2 separate regions of the Mus musculus genome follow, and region 1 is linked to region 2. Evidence: chromatin contacts called from public Micro-C data. All regions are on one chromosome and are shown on one strand. Each heading gives the region's core, a stretch centred on a gene start, on an enhancer-like site or on the middle of the called end of the contact. The rest is flanking DNA. Distances are from core to core; before and after follow the strand shown. Region 1 holds the start of Rbm3os (RNA binding motif protein 3, opposite strand). Region 2 has its middle 24 kb from the start of Suv39h1.

Region 1 (6,802 bases), core at 3,315-5,814, 94 kb before region 2:
CTCTGTGTAGCCCTGGCTGTCCTGGAACTCACTCTGTAGACCAGGCTGGCCTCGAACTCAGAAATCTACCTGCCTGTGCCTCCCAAGTGCTGGGATTAAAGGTGTGAGCCACCACTGCCTGGCCAGCATACCACTGGGGAGATTGAGACAAAAGTATCTCACAGTTGAAGACAGCTTGAGCAAGTTAAGCAGATCCTGTCTTAAAAAGTGGTGCAGGGGTAGAAGATGGGGTGGTGATATGGTTCAGTGGATAAAGGCACTTGCTGCCAAGCCTGAGAACCGGAGTTCTGTCCCCAAGACCCACATGGTCCAAGAGAACAGACTTGCTGAAAGTTGTCCTCTGATGTCAACATGTGCATCTCACACATACACACAAGAGGTTACAAAGGATACAAAGGATTCATACAGTCTGCAAAGAAAGGGATGGCTGCCAAACACATTTAAGCTGGTGAGTTTATATATGTATGTAGTGTGTGTGTGTAATATCATTTCTGTCTTAATTTGTGCTTTCTATTGCTACTGATAAAGACCATGGCCAAAAGCAATTTGGGGAGGAAAGGGTTTAGTTCACCTTCTACCTTTCATCATGAAGGAAAGTCAGAGCAGGAACCTGAAGGCAGAAGCAGAGCGTCCATGGAGGAAGATGCTGTACCAGTCAGAGTTCTTGAGTAACAAAACTTGTAGAATGAATGAATATGAATATATATATATGGAGAAGGGGATATTAGAATGATTTACAGGCTGCAGTCCAGCTAATCCAATAGCTGGACAATGGCTGCAAACAGAAAGTTCAAGAATTCAGTAGTTGTCTTAGCCAGTTAGTATTTGGTATGTTCTGGAATCCTGAAGAAGTATGCTCTAATGTGAAGGAATGGACTTGCTAGCAAGGTGAGAGCAAGCAAGCTAAGAATCTCCTTCCTTGTCCTTATACAGGCTTCCAGCACACGGCATGGCCGGATTATTAGGATGTCTTCTCACCTTAAGACCCAGGTTAAAGCCATGTGTCTTCTGGCCTCAACATCTAGATTAGAAGTGGATCTTTCTACTTCACATTAGGAAAAAAAAAATCCCCACTGGTGTGCCCGCTATTTTTGGATTTTAGTTAATTCCAGATGTGGTCAAGTTGTCAACCAAGAATAACCATCGCAGCAGCTGCTTGTTTAGCCTGCTTTCTTCTATAACCTAGGACCTTCTGCCCAGGGATGGCACTGGCCACAGTAGGCTGTGTCTTCCTACATCAATCATTTTTTTTTTCAAGAAAATGCCCCCACAGGCTTGCCTACAGGTCAATCTAAGCGAAACATTTTCTCACGTGGGGTTCCCTTTGCCCAGATGCCCCGCTTGTGTCATGTTGACAAAAGAACAGCTAACACGGTGTCTATCTAATCTTCCAACATAAGTGAGAAAAACACCTTTTATATTAGCAGTTACAAAATTACATACTGTTAGGGCACAAAAAAGGCCTTGGTAAACTCAGGAGTATCAATATTAAAGGCTGTGGGTGTAGCTAAGCATTTGTCTAGCTGGGTATGGTAGCACATATCTTTAATCTTAACACTTGGTAAAGGCAGGCAGATCTCTGTAAGTTAGAGGCCAGCCTAGTCTATATAGCAAATTCCTAGCCAGCCAGGCTATATAGTAAGACACTTATCTACAAAAACAGACAAACAAACAAAACCAAAATTAGTCGATAGTTATCTTTAGTCTCACCTCTCCAGAAGCTGAAGCAGGATGACTTGAGCCCAGGAGTTTGAGCCCTCTTAGGGGACTTAGCAATATCCCATTTTCAAATAAATAGATAAAGTTAGTCACAGTGATGCACATCTGTAGTGCTAGGTAGGAGGATTGAGAGTGTGAAGCTATCCTGGGCTATGCGGTGAGGTCCAGGCCAACCTAGAATACATACAGACCCTGTCTACATAGAGACCCTGTCTCCCTCCCTTCCCTACACTTGCTCTGTGTGTGTGTGTGTGTGTGTGTGTGTGTGTGTGTGTGTGTGTGATGTAAATAAAGATATTTCATGCTCTTTGCTGGGAAGATGTATTAGGTATCTATTGATATCAAATTAGCACAAAGCTTAATGAGTATATCAGGCATGCTGCTGCATGCATTAAGTTCGAGCCTGTGTGAGGCTCAAGGGGCAAGGGAACTAAGCACCAATTCACAAATTGAGTTACACAGTCTCAAGACAAAACAAACATCTGTGGTTTTAGACGGTCGGGGTTCTGGGATTGGCCTAGCTAGGTGACTCTGATTCATAGCATTCATATACCATCCATCCAGGTGTCAGCCTACACAGTAGTGTAGGTGTGGATCCACTTCTAGGAAGGCCTGTTCCTGTACCTCTTGGCAGTATATCACAGTTCCGTGTCACTTTAGTCCCCTCTTTAGGACTGCTCTTGATAAACCAGCAAACATGTCACAGAAAGCTCAGCCTGCATGAGAGAACAGAAAACCAAAGTGCCTTTCAGCGACCCAGTCACGACACACTCTGACTTGTGCTTCAATTATTTTGCACATTATAATTGCTCCCCTAAGTCCAGTCCATACTCAAGGGGCAAGAGAACTAGGCTCCAATTCTTTTGTCTGGCGTTTTTCTTGGGAGTTTGGCAGATGGGTGTAACTAATTAGGTAGCCCAGGCTGGCCTTAAATGCAAGAACCTACTGCTCCAGGCTCCCCAAGTGCTAGGATTTCTGGTCTAAGTTATCATACCCAACTAAAGTGCCAGATCTTAATGGGAACAGTATCAGTGTGCACATACCTTAAACCCTCACGTAATATGACGTTATTCTCAACTCTACATTAAATGCAATTTCAAAAATCATCCAATTTTTGTTTGCTTATTTGAATACGGGGTCTCACCATAGGCTAGCTAAAGTTAGCCTGGAACTTGTTAAAGCTCCAATTCACAACCCTGCCTCAGTTTTCTGATAGATGGTGATGAGGCATCTGGTTCAATGGCACAGTAAAAGCAGACACAGCTCTCTCTCTTTGTTGGGATATAAGCCAAGGGACTTGCACATACTAGGAAGGCACTCTGCCACTGAGCTGAACCCTATAGAAGGACTGAGGACCTTAAACTAAAAGCAAAAGTATACAGCTAACGTAATAAGCTGCAGAAGAGTATCTTTGGGACCTGGGCAGGGAGGATTTCTTTAAAAGTACAGACACGCTGGTTGTGGTGATGATCCCAGCACTGAAGAGGCTGAGGCAAAAGTTTTATGAGTTCCAGGGTGACCTGAGCATACAGTGAGGGACAGACCACAGGGTGAGAAATATTAGAACAACAAAAAGTATTCAACTAAAGATAACTACTTACAAATTTAATAAAAATCCATGAAAATCACTGAGAAATGTGGGAATAAGCTTACCAGGAATTACAGATGAATGGCATCCAAAGGGTAGCAAATCGATTTGTGGTGGGGTTGGTGGAGGAGTGGGAGGCAGGCCTTTACAATGTTGAACAAATTTATTCTAGGAGTCAACAATGTAGAGTTCCTGGAGGCAAACAAGTTATTAGGCACTGAAGGCTGGGAAAGATCACATCGTCAGGCAGTGGACTTAGACACTACTTGCTATGGATTTCATTATGTACTGCAAAAGTTCATCCTTTCGATCAAGACCCAGTATCCCGAATAGAGAGTAAAATTCGTTTAGTGGATTGAGATTTGCATCCTTTGAAGCTAGGCTACCTGGCTTGCTGAACGCATTATCAGGCGTAAAGAGACTGTCAGATAAGGATGCAAACTTAAGTCAGAGGATGACACCAAGGGAAGGAGTCCGCTAACACACAGCTATATGTTAGGAGGAGGGGCTAAGCATTCGGAAATGTAAGGTTTGACAGGAAGAACTCTGAAGGCCTCGGGGCCTTAAGGGATATGCAGTTAAAGGTCTAAAAAGAAAAGATTGGTTTCTGAGGACGGCAGTTCGCTGGCACCGACCTACTGTCAGTTAGGACTTCCTATGGAAAGGGAGAGATGACGTCAAAAACACTGAAAATGACGTCAGGGAGGAAAAGGCTCTATGGATCCAACCGTTTGAGATGGAAAGGGGGCCAGTCTCTCGGGCAGAAAGGAGATGCTTATAGGAGAACGCACTGAACTCATAAAGCTCCTCTCGATTCCCGGAAGCGGCGAGGCAAATTGCTGCCTCCGCCTTCCTCGTCCTCTTCCCAACCCCCCCCCCCCGCTGGCCTCAACCAATGAGCACGCACGCCAGGGCGCGCTGGGGGACGTTGTGTGACGTCTCGGCTACGCACGCTTTATCAGGCGTCTTCCCGCGCCGCAGTCTCTCTGTTCTCCCGGTTCCTTCGAGCTCGTCGTCTCTGCCGTCCTCTGACTTTTAATTTCCAGGTAAGCGCCTTCGCCTTGCTCAGCGCTCGTTCCCCACCTCACTTCCTTGCCCTCTATGGGCGAGGGACGAGGGCAGGAAGAGTTGTGGCCGCTGATATGTGGGCTTGAGCTTTGAGGAGGGTTAGTCCCAGGCTCGAAGGCAAAAATGTATTCATTGTGAGGCGGGCGTGCTGCATCGGAACGGGAGAAATGCCGGAAGGCACGGGCTCGGGCGGCGGCGGGGACCACGCGCCAACCTGTACCGGCTGTCCCTTCCCACGTGACCGCCGCCATCTTGTTCTGCGGGGAAAGAGGAAATGCAATGCTGCTGTAGGCCTGCGCGACCGTACAAAATGACGGGCGTGGCAGCCTGGGATGTTGTGGGCATGCGCGATAGGAGTCATCAAATGGCGGATGGGCTCACCCAGCCTTGCTGGTTCCCGCCTTTTCTGCTCCCGAGCCTCTTGCCATTTGAATTGTCTCTTTTAACCCATTTTCTGTCTTCGCTGTAATTCTCTGTATCCGGATATTGTACACCTCACTACCTGCCACATTGACTCCCCAATAATTCGTGCACTCCCTTTAGGACTTGCCTTCTGCCATGTCGTCTGAAGAAGGGAAACTCTTCGTAGGAGGGCTCAACTTCAACACCGATGAACAGGCACTTGAAGACCACTTCAGCAGCTTTGGGCCTATCTCTGAGGGTGAGCCATGGACCAGCCCCGGGGTTGAGGGTTGGTGGAGAAGAGCTAGTCTAGAACTAAAACCTGAAATTCTCTTTAACTTCCATGTCTGTACGGTAACGGTTAGGCTGAAATAAATTCAGTTGGATACAGGATTTTTTTTTTTTTAAACAGGAGCGGGGGGGTTGGCGGGGTCCTAATTCTCCCAAGTGCTATTTGATCTGTGGCTGTGCCTGGCTATTACTTTCTACTTAGATGTTAGGGTTCTAACATTTGTCTTTCTGCCCCTCCCCCAGTGGTTGTTGTCAAGGACCGGGAGACTCAAAGATCCCGGGGTTTTGGCTTCATCACCTTCACAAACCCAGAGCATGCCTCAGATGCGATGAGAGCTATGAATGGAGAGGTGAGGCCTCCTGCCTGCACAGGGGCCGTCTCCCTGTCTGCCACTTTCTTCGTTCTTTCTGTTTTCCCTCTATGTCTGCCAGGGGCAGCGTGGCCACTCACAGGAGCATGACTGCCTTCTGTTCTAGGGGGTGGAGGGCAGCGGCAGACAGAGCCGGGCTGCCTGGGAGGCGACGACTGGTCCTGCATGAGGCGGAGAAGCCACCTGTGGATGGTTGACCTGCTCTGGGCTTAGGTAGTAGAGTCTGCAGAGCTGTGGGCCTGGCAGAGGACCGGAGAGGACCTCGTGAGTCTGCTGGGATGGACTCTGAAGCCTCAGACCGAGAGAGGTGTCTAGCCCTAATAGTCGGGCAGCTTAGAGGAGTGGGGAGGATACGTCAGCCTGAGTTCAGTCAAGATGTAAGTAGTAGCAGGGGAGACCGGTGGATTCAGGTCTTTTTGTGGGATTCCATAGCTCCTGGTGAAGCCATTCTGGTCAGCGGAGCTTGGCTTGGACGAGGCACCCAGAATTTGGTGCCCAGCAGGAATTTCTGGGCTCTTGCCTACACCTACCTGCCTGTGCCCATTCTTCCCTCATCCCTACTGTGACTGACAATTCCTTGTGTCTGTCTCCTTCCCATACCTAGTCCCTGGATGGGCGCCAAATCCGAGTTGATCATGCAGGAAAGTCTGCCAGGGGATCCAGAGGGGGTGCCTTTGGTGGGCGTGGTCGCAGTTACTCTAGAGGTAAGTGCAGTCATGGTTTGATTATGAGATTAAGTAGCGCTATTTAATGTTAAGAGCCTATGTCTGAACAGCTACTATTTGAATATTTTTCTGTAGGTGGTGGAGACCAGGGATATGGAAGTGGAAGATATGACAGTCGTCCTGGAGGATATGGATATGGGTATGGGCGGTCTAGAGACTACAGTGGCAGGTGGGTATTGAGAGGTTGGGATAGTCAGGTACCAGTGTTTTTAAATCTAGTTTATGCTGAAAATGGGAATTTTACATAGTGCTCATATTTTATGTATCCTGTTTATTATACATTTTTTAAGAGTATTATGTGGCTTGGATATATCAAAGGTCAATTGCCCGTGCCCACCATGTACCAATCTCAAGAATACAGTCTCCATCACCTGAAAACTGACTAACATTTCTATTGTGAATCTGCTATTATGAAACATGACATGTATAGTTTTTAGTGTTTAATGTCTACAATGTAGAATACATTCTTGTAAAACAATATCGCTTTTTCCCAGAAGCCAGGGTGGCTATGACCGCTACTCAGGAGGAAATTACAGAGACAATTATGACAACTGAGATGGGGCATGCACACAAAATGTAGGTGAGACCTGAAGATTGGCATTGCGTCAACCTGTTATCATCAGACCCTCTTCTCCCTT
Region 2 (7,077 bases), core at 1,863-4,362:
CCGGCTGTAGTCTTGTTTTATAATAGCCTGCTTCCAGCCTGGTTTTGGGTTCTATCTGTAGAGCAGCAAAAGGAGAAAAAAAGGCAAAGAAGAAAAAAAAAAACCTCAAAATAACCGAGTCAGAGAAGAGAGATCTGACAAGAGAGCGTTCAGGACGGTGGAGCCCTGTGGGGTTCTCTACAAGAACAGAATGAATATGCATTCAAATGGGACTCATTGGGCTGTTCTGGAGGCAGGGACAGGAAGATCTCTGTAGGTTCCAGACTAGTCTAGTCTACATAGCGCACTGGAGGAAGGACAGCCAGGAATACATAGAGAAACCCTGTCCAAGAAAGAAAACGAAACAAAATTAGATTGGCTTATGACTTGGTTTGATGATGGCTGTATCACTCCAGAGAGACAGAATCTAGCAGCTGCTCAGTCCACGAGGCTGCCATATCTCAGTAGTCCCAGTTTGGCACTGAAGGCCTGGAAGATTCTGGAAGAGCTGCTAGTCTTCGGTCTGTACGGGAAACTTGAAAAGGTTGGTTCGACCTAACTAAGGCTGGTTCGACCTAACTATCAGCAAAGTCAACAGCAGGGGCAGAGGTGGAGATAGATATGCCCACAAGAGTGAAGATCAAGGGGCAAAACCAAAAAGCTTGCCTCCCTCCCTCCCTCCTCAGTCATTTAACTGCTACAAGACCGTGCTGCTGGTGTGTGTATGTGTATGTGTGTGTGTGTGTGTGTGTGTGTGTGTGTGTGTGTGTAGTGGGAGGGAGAATGCATGTATATGCATGCTAAGACAAGACAATCTCTTCTAAAATACAGATTCATTCTGTTGGTTCAATTCCCTAGAGAAGCCCTGAAACATCAGGTTTCAGTACCAGAAGTTCTGGAGAAACAGAATCCTGAAGATGAATTTCTCTAGTGGGTGCTGTGGTATCTAGAGCTCTTTCTCCAACTCAAGGAACCTTCCCTGCAGAACATGGAGAGGGCGAGGCTATGCAAAGTAAATCCTTTGATATTCCTGATAGACCTCCTCAGAGCAAAGACTTCCTAGGAAGGCAAAGACAATATTGATGCTGGTGTCTCTGGATAAAATACAGAGGAAAACAATGAGCTCACTGATAAAAGTAGCCAACTCAAGATGCACAGAAACAATCAGAAAGTGAGTCCTGGAAGAAAAAATCTCTCCAGCTGCCACAGAGCCCAAGTTGCTGAAAAACAGACCCAAGCAGAGGATGTATATGGCCTTTCCTCTCCACTGCACCCCCCGCCCCAATGGAGCCAGGAGTGACTTTCCTTGAAGGAGACAATCAGGCAGATGTCTCTATGTTTTGTTCACCACTGCCTCTAGACCTGTAACAAGGGCCTAGATGTGAGAAAGTGAGGTCCTCAGGGAGGTGGAGGACACCAAGAAAGAACTTAAGAGATTTGCTAATTTCATTCAAGCAGCGGTCTGAGCATAGGTAATGGTGGACAGAACATGAACCTGGATCAGGCTGAGTTTATCAGTATGGGCCCTCTATGCAGAGATTCTAGGTTTAATATCGAAGCTCAGTATTAAAAGGTGCCAAGAGTTGATTTGATTGGTTGGCCCAGAGATGATAGCCTACTGAGGAGGAACTGGAGGAGCTTGGTATCTTTTGACTAAGTGTTGAGAAAAGGATTCTAAGGCTCAAATAAATTGAAGTGTTGGAAGTGGCTTTGTTGTTTAAAACCTAGTCCTCTACGGGTGTGGAGGCTTAATCTCAGCACTCAGGAGGTGGAACTCTGCGAGCCCAAGGCCAGCCTAGTCTACAAAGCCAGTCTTCCAGGAAAGCCAGGGTAGTTATACAGAGAAACCCTGTCTTAAAAACAAACAAATAAAACCAAAGAACTCTAGTCCTCCACAAGGCAGAGCTCTGAAGACATACTCTTCTTAATACCATCAAAGGTTTGTTTTTCTAGTTAGACCCCAAGAATAGCAGGGGCCAAAGGGACAGCACTAGTCACCAAAGGCAAGGTACAAGGAAAGGACTGTTTTCTTTTGTTTTTTTAAGATTTATTTTAAGCTGGCGATGGTGGCGCATGCCTTTAGACGAGGCCAGCCTGGTCTACAGAGTGAGTTCCAGGACAGCCAGGGCTATACAGAGAAACCCTGTCTCGAGAAACCAAAAAAAAAAAAAAAAAAGATTTTATTTTATATAGATATAGAACTACACTGTGGCTGTCTTCAGACACACCAGAAGAGGGCATCAGATCCCATTACAGATGGTTGTGAGCCACCATGTGGTTGCTGGGAATTAAACTCAGGACCTCTGGAAGAGCAATCAGTGCTCTTAACCTCTAAGCCTTCTCTCCAGCCTCCACATTTATAAACTTTTATAAAGGAGCTTTTATAAAGGAAAAGATTGGGGCTGACTTACAGTTTCAAGAGTTTAGTCCATATGGCAGGAAGCATGGTGGCCGGCGTTTGGCAGATGTGGTACTAGAGGAGCTGAGGGGAGAGTTCTACAACCTTATCAAAGTTTGAGCACTTGCTGGGCGTGGTGGCGCACACCTTTAATCCCAGCACTTGAGAGGCAGAGGCAGGTGGATTTCTGAGTTCGAGGCCAGCCTGGTCTACAGAGTGAGTTCCAGGACAGCCAGGGCTACACAGAGAAACCCTGTCTCGAAAAAAACAAAACAAAACAAAACAAAAACAAAAACAAAAACAAACAAACAAACAAAAAAAAGCATTTGAGACCTCAAAACTTGCCCCTACAGCAACATCTTCACCCAAGATGCCACACCTATATTGGGTGGTGGTTTGTGCACTGTGTATTCAGATGCTGATTGCTGTGCACAGAGCTCCCCGGGCAGTCCAGAGATGAGCATTGTCATGCTATTTGGAGCATCTCCAGTCTCAGGAATGTGTAAAGATTCTTTTCCACAGCTCGTATTGATTAATAAAGAGGTGATTTTGCTTATAGCTGGGCAGGACATCCCATCCCAGTCTGGGGGTCCCAAGCCAAAAGAGGGGGGAAGGAAGAGAAAGGAGAGAGGAAGAAGAGAAAGAGGGACAAGTTGAACTCACCTTGAGGTGCAATGAGAGAGCAGCCATGAGGACACAGGGAATAGAGCAAGGTGGGGAAAGCCTCCGATGTGGGTAAAGGGCCATGTGGCTGGGAAGTAGGCAGCCTCAGAGGATTAGAATAGAGGAGAATCTGCCCAGCAGAGTGCCTACAGCTTGTTAATAAATTTATTACGTTCCTGTGTCATTTATTCAGGAGCTAAAATGGGCTAGAGCACGTGCACTAAAACCCCATCCTTACTCCAGAGCAAAAGTGGGGAAGACAAGCCCCCAGAATTACTATGCTACACACCTACTCTAACAAAACCACACCTCTTAGTAGTGCCACTCCCTATGGGCACATGGGGGCCATTTTTATTCAAATTGCCACAGAGATGAACCCCAGAGCCTAGACTCCCTAGTCCCCCCCAAATTTAACAAACTTCAAGTAGTATGGTATACCACATTATCATGAAACAAAACCCCACAACATTACAGTCCCCACATCTTGATAAAAAACACAGAATGATTAAAGCAACTTAAAATTTTGGGATATATACTCATAAGGAGCTAAGAGTACCCCAGTTCTAGGATACTGTCTATCTTAGTTGGAATTACTATTACTCTGATGAAACACCATGACCAAAAGCAACTTTGGGAGGAAAGGGTTTGACTTACACTTCCACATCACTGCTCATCATTGAAGGAAGTCAGGACAGGAACTCAAACTGGGCAAGAGCTGATGTAGAAGCCATGGAGAGGTGCTGCTTACTAGCTTGCTCCTTACTGCTTACTGTTGCTCAGACTGCTTTCTTATAAACCCAGGACCAGTAGCCGAAGAATGTCCCCACTAACAGTGAGCCCTCCCTCATTAATCATTAATTAATTTCTTAATTAAGAAAATGTCCTATCGCCGGTGGTGGTGGTGGTGGCGCACGCCTTTGATCCCAGCACTTGGGAGGCAGAGGCAGGCGGATTTCTGAGTTCAAGGCCAGCCTGGTCTACAAAGTGAGTTCCAGGACAGCCAGGGCTACACAGAGAAACCCTGTCTCAAAAAACCAAAAAAAAAAAAAAAAAGAAAGAAAGAAAGAAAAGAAAAAAGAAAATGCCCTATCAATTTACTTACACTCTGATCTTCTAGAGGCATTTTCTCAAATCTGTAACTTCAACCCTTATTTTTTTAAAGACATATTTATTTATTATATATACAATGTTCTGTATGCATGTATGCTTGCACACTAGAAGAGGGTAATAGATCTCACTATAAATGGTCGTGAGCCACCATGTGATTGCTGGGAATTGAACTCAAGTCAGTGTTCTTAACTGCTGAGCCATCTCTCCAGCCCTCAACCCTTATTTTTAATGATGGTTCTCAGACACTTTAACCTCCCTTGTAGTCCACCACCAACCAGAGGTAATGGGAAAGAAAGGATATGGGGAAAGTGGACCTGTTTAGAAATGGCTCTTTGGAGCAACTTCCATCTGTGTTGTCGGAAAATCAGTAGTTCAGTTCCCAGGTTAGCAGCAGCAGCAGCAGCGTGATCCACTCGCAAACACTTCACAGATACACCAGCAGTCCAGTACGGTAGAGTCGGTACAGCAAACAGGAATCAGCAGCGGGTGGCACTAGCTAGCAGAGCCAGCCAGGCCTCAGCCTCGGCACAAGTCAGCAAGAGGGATCTGGAGGAACGCTGGGAGTTCTTAGCTGTACCTCTCTCAGAGAAGTGAAGAGCAGCAAAGACAAGAAAGAGATCAACAAGTGGTGCGCAGCTAGCTCTATAAGCAAACCTAGCTCAGCCTCTTTCACGGGCTGTGGAGTCCTTTTTATACTGCCTCCAAACAACACGTGTCCTCCAAGGGTCTTGCCTCAGCACCTGAGTCCATCTCTGTCTCAGCTGACATCACTCTGCCAATGAACCCGAGTTCGAGGAAGCAGCTAGAAGCCAAAGCACACCACCAGAAGTGTTTTCCAAAGCACACCACCAGAAGTGTTTTTGGTGCATTTCTCTCTATGGAGCCCTGACTAATGGAGCTCAACTCCACAAAGTAAGGTGGACCAATACATGCATGTCCTTAGCGAAGAATCCTTCATCACGTGCCCCTTCACGTGATTGCTTTAGCAGAATATCCTTTCACCTGTGTCTGCTTCAGCGAAACATTCCTCCATGAGTCTGCCTTAGCCTTTCACCTGTGTCCATCTCAGGAAAACACTCCTTCCTGTGTTTGCCTAGCAAAACGCCATCCAACACAACTGACTCTCTAAAGAACCCTTACGTTTTCACTTCATACATCCTTTCTGTTTAAGAATTGTCCTTTTCACTGGATAGTGGTGGCGTATGCCTTTAATCCCAGCACTTGGGAGGCAGAGGCAGGTGGATTTCTGAGTTCAAGGCCAGCCTGGTCTACAAAGTGAGTTCCAGGACAGCCAGGGCTACACAGAGAAACCTTGTCTCAAGAAAAAAAAATTGTCCTTTTCTTTTTCTTAAGATTTATTTGTTTATTATATATAAGTACACTGTAGCTGTCTTCAGACACACCAGAAGAGGGCGTCAGATCTCATTACAGATGGTTGTGAGCCACCATGCGGATGCTGAGATTTGAACTCAGGACCTTTGGAAAAGCATTGAGTTCTCTTAACCACTGAGCCATCTCTCCAGCCCAAGAATTGTCCTTTTCTTATAAATAAAAAAGAAAAGAAAAAAGAAAAACTAATTGCTCTTTTTTCTAACATTAACAATCTATACATAACAGGAATAATTATAAGAACCATCACACTTTCAATGAATGGCTTATGTACAATATAGTCAAAAACAGTCTAACAAAACAACCTTAACTTTCTATCAATATATAATGAACAAAAAACCCTAAATATTATCAATATACAACAATTCAAAGAAAAAACTTTAAATTTCTATCAATATAGAATACAATTAAAGGACAATCTTACATTTCTATTAATATATAATAATTGAACAAAAACTTACATTTTGCTCTTGCTCTCTTGCCTCTCTCTTACATCTTGACCCTTGCTCCCCATTCCCTTCCCCTTCTCTCCATGTGGTCATGGCCGGCCTTCCCTTCCCTTCCCTTCCCTTCCCTTCCCTTCCCTTCCCTTCCCTTCCCTTCCCTTCCCTTCCCTTCCCTTCCCTTCTCTCTCTCTCTCTCTCTGCCCTTCTCTGCCTCTGCTACTCTCTTAGCTCCCCTCCCCATGCCCTGAATAAACTAAATTCTATACTAAAAAACCACCAACTTAAATTTTTATCAATATGCAATAATTCAGCGAAACATCCTAAAACCCTAGATGATAACAACCATAACACGTTAAGCAACCAAAACCACCACTAAGGGGATGGGATGAGGATCTTATATATATATATTTGATTCCTGATGAATTGGAGCAAAGAATTCCTGTTTTGGGGCCCCAAGGAAAAATGTTTAGTCTGAGAAAAGTTAACTATAGCATGTATTGCCCAATCCCTGTGTTTATCCGGTCTATGTACCGTCTGTCTTGTTATGATCGATCACTTGGGCTAGAACTTTTTTTTTAAAGTTCTTCACATTTTTATCCTTTGCGCACAAAGACTAGCGTGATCGGTTCCACTTGGTAGTCAGTCGAATCCATTCAAGGTCGCTTAGTCCAACTTTATGAAGCCTAGGTCCTTCGCGTACTGCCGGAAGCAGTGGCGGCACATGTTCAGCCCGTAGTTGCGGATCAGACCGTGGCGGTTGGAGCAGACGCGGCAAGAGCGGGAACCCTGGCCGAACTTCCGTGGGTGACTCCAGTAGAGCTGCTGGTGACCCATCTTGCCTTCAGATGCCCAACGAGGAGAAAGGAACGAGTCCGGGCTAGAACTTTTAAAGTGGACCTGCATGCATTTTTTGGAGAAATCAGTAACTGAGCCAGTCTGTCAAATCACTTAGGCTATTTGGTTTCTGAGGACATACATGTCTCAGGTGGTAAGAGGTTTTCCTTGGTCAGATCTTATCTTTATAAGTTTTGTTGGTAGCCATATTTTTCCTTCCCTGTAGATAATTAAGCATAATCACATCGCCATCTTAAA

Evidence for each region. A called contact is a pair of places that touch in the nucleus more often than the background predicts.
Region 1: a Micro-C map of embryonic stem cells shows a contact between it and region 2, with 5 times the contacts expected there. The contact joins the promoter of Rbm3os here to the enhancer-like site in region 2. A contact is called at or near these places in 1 of 484 Hi-C or Micro-C datasets (embryonic stem cells), 3 of 115 datasets of contacts at active chromatin or transcription factors (double positive thymocytes and embryonic stem cells) and 3 of 9 other capture datasets (adipose tissue, liver and pancreatic islet).

Annotation. Positions count from the first base shown.
Region 1 is chrX:8,143,189-8,149,990 of GRCm38.p6, reverse strand. It overlaps Rbm3os (RNA binding motif protein 3, opposite strand), which reads right to left and starts at 4,564. Exons shown (of 3, transcript NR_033561.1): 1 at 4,260-4,564; 2 at 3,373-3,499; 3 at 2,027-2,435. Rbm3 (RNA binding motif (RNP1, RRM) protein 3) reads left to right here and starts at 4,111. Exons shown (of 7, transcript NM_001166410.2): 1 at 4,111-4,353; 2 at 4,919-5,036; 3 at 5,312-5,418; 4 at 6,044-6,143; 5 at 6,240-6,333; 6 at 6,662-6,740. The coding sequence starts at 4,934. The coding sequence ends at 6,719.
Region 2 is chrX:8,046,971-8,054,047 of GRCm38.p6, reverse strand. It overlaps the pseudogene Gm7079. Among named protein-coding and RNA genes, the nearest start is that of Suv39h1, 24 kb to the left of the region's middle. Within about 2 kb of position 3,112, at least 8 of the 459 cell types and tissues checked have an H3K27ac peak or open chromatin away from gene starts, as enhancers often do. A contact at or near this core is called in embryonic stem cells, where this site is marked.